2 separate regions of the Macaca mulatta genome follow, and region 2 is linked to region 1. The links are chromatin contacts, called in public Hi-C maps. All regions are on one chromosome and are shown on one strand. The core of a region is the stretch at or near the end of the contact, and the rest is flanking DNA. Distances in the headings are between cores, read along the strand shown.

What was found. Hi-C and Micro-C count contacts between places; a contact is called where the count stands out from the background.
Region 2: a contact with region 1 is called in a Hi-C map of liver, with 4 times the contacts expected there. The contact joins the promoter of KLHDC1 here to the promoter of DNAAF2 in region 1. A contact is called at or near these places in 4 of 14 Hi-C or Micro-C datasets (CD4 T cells, cortical neurons, fetal cortex germinal zone and 1 more).

What each region holds. Positions count from the first base shown.
Region 1 is chr7:122,851,943-122,855,167 of T2T-MMU8v2.0, forward strand. It overlaps DNAAF2 (dynein axonemal assembly factor 2), which reads right to left and starts at 1,491. Exons shown (of 2, transcript XM_002805231.4): 1 at 1-1,491. The coding sequence starts at 1,491.
Region 2 is chr7:122,919,335-122,922,559 of T2T-MMU8v2.0, forward strand. It overlaps KLHDC1 (kelch domain containing 1), which reads left to right and starts at 1,701. Exons shown (of 13, transcript XM_015143652.3): 1 at 1,701-1,871. The coding sequence starts at 1,767. It overlaps POLE2 (DNA polymerase epsilon 2, accessory subunit), which reads right to left and starts at 1,977. Exons shown (of 19, transcript XM_028851535.2): 1 at 1,789-1,977.

The DNA.
Region 1 (3,225 bases), core at 241-2,740:
ATCTCCGCGCGCACTCTCTCTTCCCGCATAAGACTCCCAGGCAAGGCCCCGGCAGGACGTACAAAGGGAGCCTCCGCCACCAGGTGAGTTCTCTCCTCCGGAAGATGGTTCCTCCACGCTGCCCGGCGGCGACCCCGCGTGCGTGCTCAAGTCCTGCTCCCCCGGCTTGGGGACACGTTCCTCTCCAGCGCCGGCCGGCGGGGACGCCACCTTGGGGTAGCCCACGGTGGTGACCCCAGAGCTCGCAGCCCCAGCCACGCAGGTATCGCGGCCTCCGTCCTCGGCGGGACTCCCCACGGGTCCCGCCTCCCCCTCGTGAACGGAAGTGCAGGCCTGGCCATCAGTTCCGGACGGGTCCAAGGACTCTTCCGGCGTGGCGGCGGCGACTGCGCCGGCGACGGCGGGATCCCGGCGCGCGGCCGGTAGTACCACTGGCAGCGTAACCACCAGCTGCCGCCGGGCCTTGTTGAATTGTGCCTTGCCGCGGCCGTCGTCCACTGGGTACGGGAGCGATAGTCGCAGCCGGTAGTCGGGTTTCCTTGAGTCGAGGCACAGCAGCTTTCCCGTCACCTCCAGCGCCGCCTGCGCGGCCGAGCGCAACAGCGGCAGTTCTATGGTGACCACCAGCTCATGGGGTACGGGGCTCGGGGCTGAGTCCCGGGAGCAGCGGTAATCCTGGAGGTCCACGTGGTGGCGCTGCACCACGCTGTAGCGGGGCTCAGTGGGGGCGGGCTGCAAGGCCGCTTCCGGAGGGGAGGGCACCCGGGGCCCGTGGGTTGCAGAGTTCCCGGAGGTTGCCGGGTACTGGTAGGGGTAGGGGAAGTCCGGGAGAGGACCCTTCGGCTCCTCCTCAGGCCTGGCCAGGATGACCCCGGGCAGGGGTGTGCGCAGCACCGCAGCCTCGGGGGTCCCCTTATACTTGGCTTTCAGGGTCTTGGCATTCCTGCGGTCCAGCTTCACGCCGAACTGCTTCTCGACTGCCTCCAGGGCCGTAGCGTCCAGCATCTGGCGGAAGCCCTCGTGCCGCCGGGCCAGCGCTAGCGCGTCTGGATGGAAGACCACGTCGTAGACCATGTATCGGCTGCTGTTGCGCCCCGCGTACTCACGGCCTGGCGCCAAGCTGTAGGGCAGGGACCAGTGACTGCCAGGAGCTGCTCCCCGGTCGTCATCGGAGCCGGGCCGGCTGCTGGGCGCGCCCACCAGCGCATTGCTGCAGACGTTCACGAAGCAGCGCCGTGTCTCGTCCAGGCTGGTGCGCAGCACGTGCCCCGGCTCCGGGTGCACGAACCGCACCTCCACCCCGCGCTCACGCTCTAGCGCGGTGATCTCCGCCTCGTAGCGCCGCCGGTTCTCCGGGTTGGTGAGCTCCTCGGCGTACTGGGAGAACATTCGCCGGAACTCCGGGTCCTGGAAGGCGGAGGTGAGCCGCTGGACCTCCTCTCCACTCAGGTCTAAGTCCTCCAGCGACGAGGAGGCCTCCGCTTTGGCCATACTGCCCTGTGGCTTCTCGCCCTCTGGCCAAGGGGGATCAATCTGAGACTGGCTTGGGGGATCCGCCTCAGAGTCTCTTGGCAGCCGAGAGTGACGCGGTGGAGATCAGTAACGGCTGGAAAATTGAGCCTTGAGCAGCGCGTGCTTGTTGCCATAGTGACACCACTAACATTCGGGAGGAGGGGTAGAAATCTTGGTGGAATAGGCTGGGCGCGTGGTTCAGGCCTGTAATCCCAGCACTTTGGGAGGCCGAGGTGGGCGGATCACGAAGTCAGGAGATTGAGACCATCCTGGCTAAAACGGTGAAACCCCGTCTCTACTAAAAATACAAAAAAATTAGCCGGGCTAGGGGGCGCCTGTAGTCCCAGCTACGTGGGAGACTGAGGCAGGAGAATAGCGTGAACCCGGGAGGCGGAGCTCTTGCAGTGAGCCGAGATCGCGCCACTGCACTCCAGCCTGGGCAACAGAGCGAGACTCCGTCTCAAAAAAAAAAAAAAAAAAAGGAAATAATGGTGGAATAGTGGAAATGCCAGAAATAGCCCTCTTAGATTCTTCAAACTAACTCACCGCTGTACTTTCTCTGTTTTATAGATTCCTGTGCCATAGTGCAGTTACTTACTTCTGCAGAATAACTATCGTAGTAACTGTCATAATTTCCAGCATTACGTGCATTATCCCATTCATTGCTCACACCACTAAAAGATAAAAACCTCATCCCCCTTTCACAAACAAGATGGGACCTGAGAAGTTGAACCAAGGTCACATAGCCAGTGTATTCAACAGGCGAATCCAAACCTAAGTTTATCTGCGTTTTTCACTTTGCTAAACCAACATTTCAATCTTTTTTGTTGTTGTTGAGATAGTCTCACTCTGTCTCCCAGGCTGGCATGCGGTGGCGAGATCTTGGCTCACTGCAGCTTTAGCTTCCCGGGTTCAAGCAATTCTCCTGCCTCAGCCTCCCAAGTAGCTGGGATTACAGGTGCCTGCAACCACGCCGGGCTAATTTTTGTATTTTTAGTAGAGATGGGGTTTTACCATGTTGGCCAGGCTGGTCTTGAACTCTTGACCTCAGGTGATCCACCCTCCTCGGCCTCCCAAAATGCTGGGATTACAGACGTGAGCGATGGCGCCCGGCCAACCTTTCAATCTCAGTGTTCCTCCTTTGCATTTTCTGGCGATTCCACTATAATATTTACCCAGTAAAAACTCATTTAGGGCAAGACATATGGGCAGGGTGTTCATAAACAATTGCCAGTGGCCCGTGAACATATAAGACTACATTAATAATAAAAATGCAAATATACCACATTTAAACTACCAAAATAGCAAAGATCCTTATAGTTACTGTGTTTCCTTGGGGTGGGAGTAGACTTTAGTAAAATCTTTTTAGAAAGCAGTTGTGCAATTGTATCAACACCATTTATTCATTTGTGTATGTATGTATATATTTTTGAGACAGGGTCTCACTCTGTTGCCCAGGCTGGAGTGCAGCTTCAACCTCTCCGGGGCTCAAGCAGTACTCCTGCCTCAGCCTCCCAAGTAACTGGGACTACAGGCATGCGCCACCATGCCTGGCTAATTTTTTAAGTTTTTGTAGAGATAGGGTTCTCACTGTGTTGCCCAGGCTGGTCTCCAACTCCTGGATTCAGATGATCCTCACACCTTGGCCTCCCAGAGTGCTAGGATTATAGGCGTGAGCCACCACACCAGGTCCAAAACCCTTTTTTTTTTTTT
Region 2 (3,225 bases), core at 451-2,950, 68 kb after region 1:
TTCCCTGTCTCCCCTCAATCTGAGTTAAAGGACCTCTGTAGACCCAAGGTGCCCTGGACTTTTGCTATTTTCACACTTACTGCACGGTATGTTGTCTGTTTGCTGGTCTGTAGACTCCACCAGACTCTACAGTCCAGGAGGACAAGTGCTCCATTTCAAAAATACAATACCAATATTACTAGTAACAATAAAGTGATGGAGTGAGAATTATAATTGACACATAGTTTACACTAAGTAAAATGCACATATCTGTATGCAGTTCAATGCATTTTGATAAATGTATACACCTATGTAACCACCACCTCAATCAAGATACAGTAGAACATTTTCATCACTCCAGAACACTTCCTGTACTCCTTTTTATCAATCCCCTCCGCCTCCCTACTCCCAAATAACCACTTTTCTGCTTTCTATTACCATAGGTCACTTTTGTCTATCTTGAATTTTTCTTTTTTCTTTTTTTGAGAAGGAATCTTGCTCTGTCGCCCAGACTGGAGTGCAGTGGCGCGATCTCGGCTCACTGCAACCTCCACGTCCTGGATTCAAGCGATTCTCCTGCCTTTGCCTCCCAAGTAGCTGGGATTACAGGCATGCGCCACCATGCTAATTTATGCATTTTTAGTAGAGACGGGATTGCCCAGGTTGGCCAGGCTGGTCTCAAACTCCTGAGCTCAAGTGATCCGCCCACCCCATCCTCCCAAAGGGGTGAGATTACAGGCGTGAGCCACTGCGCACGGCACACAACTCCTATTGAGGGAAATCCAGTTACATCTTGTAAAGTTAAATAGGATTCCACATCTAGAACTCCACTCCAAAGATAGGCTTCTACAAATACAAAATAACATATGCATAACGTTATTCATCGCAGCATTATTTATGATAGCCAAAAAACCTGGAAATAACCGATATGTCCATCAATAACCTGTTTGAATAAGCTATGACACCTCCAATCAGTGGAGTGCTATGAAGCTAAAAAAAGGACTGAGGAGACCGCTGTACCCTGATATGGATCGTCAAGTGAAAAGAGCAAGTTAAGGAACACTGTATATACTTCCTTTTGTGTAAGAAAAGGAGCAGATACTCTGTTTATTTGTGTCATCAAAAATAAACAATAGAAAGTATCATTAAGTTGCACCACACTTAAGTGCCTTCTAATGTGATGCAATATGAAGTATTTTCAAAAAAAAAAAAATCTGAACTAGAATCTAATAAAGCTTTTAGATACAGCTTCCAGCCTAAAAGAAATATGGGGAAAGCTTGCACAAGTTAATGAGAAAGGACATTGAGGAACCAAACCCAGAAGGCTGTAGGAAAATAAGAAAACTAATCCATATAACAAACCAATGGCACAAGAGAGAAGGGAGAGAAGCTATTCTAGAGTAAAAAAGACATAAAGCGTTAACAACGAATTACAATGCTGGACAAACCAACTGTAGAAACGACATTTTGAGATAATCAAGGAATTTGACTACAGACTGACTACTAAATGAGGCTGTACTGCCAAAACACAATTCCAAGAGAGAAGGAATCTGCGCGTGGGAACCCCAGGCCCCTTCCCCACTGCCAGGAGCCAGACGTCCCTCCGCAGCCGCGCCGCCCCTCGCTCTACTCCCCGAGCGAAAGCCGCGGGACGTAGCAGACGCACTGACTCCGCCTTCCACCAATCTCGACCCTCGCCGCGTTCCGTTCGTGCGTGGAGCAGTCGGGACTGGAGGCTAGGCCGCCGGGCGGGCAGGGGCTGTGGCGCGGCAAGCGGCGGGCCAGCGATGGCGCGAATGGCGGACTCACAGCTGTTCTGCGTGGCGGAGGAACGCAGCGGCCACTGCGCCGTGGTGGACGGAAACTTCCTCTACGTGTGGGGGGGCTACGTGGTAAGGGGAAGAGGCGGGACGGGGCGAACTCGCGCCGGGAGACGCTCGGCCTGAGCGGACGCAGCGCCCGCCACACCCGCTCCCGAGGCCGCGGCCCAGGCCTGGCGCGCCCGGCGCCTGCCGCCCCCCCCAGCCCCTCCGCTGGCCGCCGCCCCCACAGCCGCGCCAGGGCTTGACGTCGTCCCGCCGTTACTACTTCTGTTAAAGCCTCAGACCCGGCTCCGGGCGTCTTTCCATTCTCCGCCCCCCACCCCCAGCAGTTCAGTAACCCGGGTCTGCCCAATGCAAAGGCAGTTACAGCGCGATTAAGTATTATCCTTACATACTGGCGCAGACTTAGAAGGACCCGAGGACGCCGCGCGGTATCATTTTGTATATATTTCCTTATTCCCACGGCGCGATTCGAAATAAAATATTGAAATCACTGAAGCATTTAAATTTTTTTTTTTGTTTTTTTTTTTGTTTTTGTTTTTGAGATGGAGTTTCGCTCTTGTTGCCCAGGGCTGGAGTGCAATGGCACGATCTCAGCTCACCGTAACCTCCGCCACCCCAGGTTCAAGCGATTCTCCTGCCTCAGCCTCTCTAGTAGCTGGGATTACCGGCATGTGCCATCATGCCCGGTTAGTTTTGTATTTTTAGTTGAGACAGGGTTTCCCATGTTGGTCAGGCTGGTCTCGAGCGACCTCAGGTGATCCGCCCTCCTTGGCTTCCCAGAGTACTGGGATTACAAGCCTGAGCCACCGTGCCTGGCCTATATATTTAAATATTTCTAAGCTATTTTTAGTGGTGTTTCTTTACTAATGGCTACGAATATTTTTCTAGTCTCAGAATAGACCCATGTTAGCAATAATATGCTAAGGAATATTATGCTTTAAAATTCTTGTTACAATGGAGGTTTGAACGTATGTGTGTGTTGTGTGTCCATAATCACAGAATTATAGAAGCAAGAATGGTAAAGCTGGAAAACAGGAATACTATATGCCAACCCTCTTAGTTTACAGATTTTTTTTCTTAAGCCATCTGGAAGTTCTACTGATAGTAGAACCTACATCTTCTGTCTCGCTACCATTATATGACAGACCTGTGACATGACTGAATCACATTGAAATGACCAACAGACAGGCATACGTCGAAAGTATGGTGGGTTCTGTTCCAGACCACTGCAATAAAGCGCGGTCATACGAATTTTTTTATATCTTAGTGTATATAAAAGTCATGTTTACACTGTAGTGTGTTAAGTATGCAATAGTATTATGTGTAAAAAAAAAATGTACCTGGCCGGGCGTGGTGGCTCACACCCGTAAGCCCAGCACTTCGGGAGGCTGAGACGGGTGGATTACCTGAAGTCAGGAGT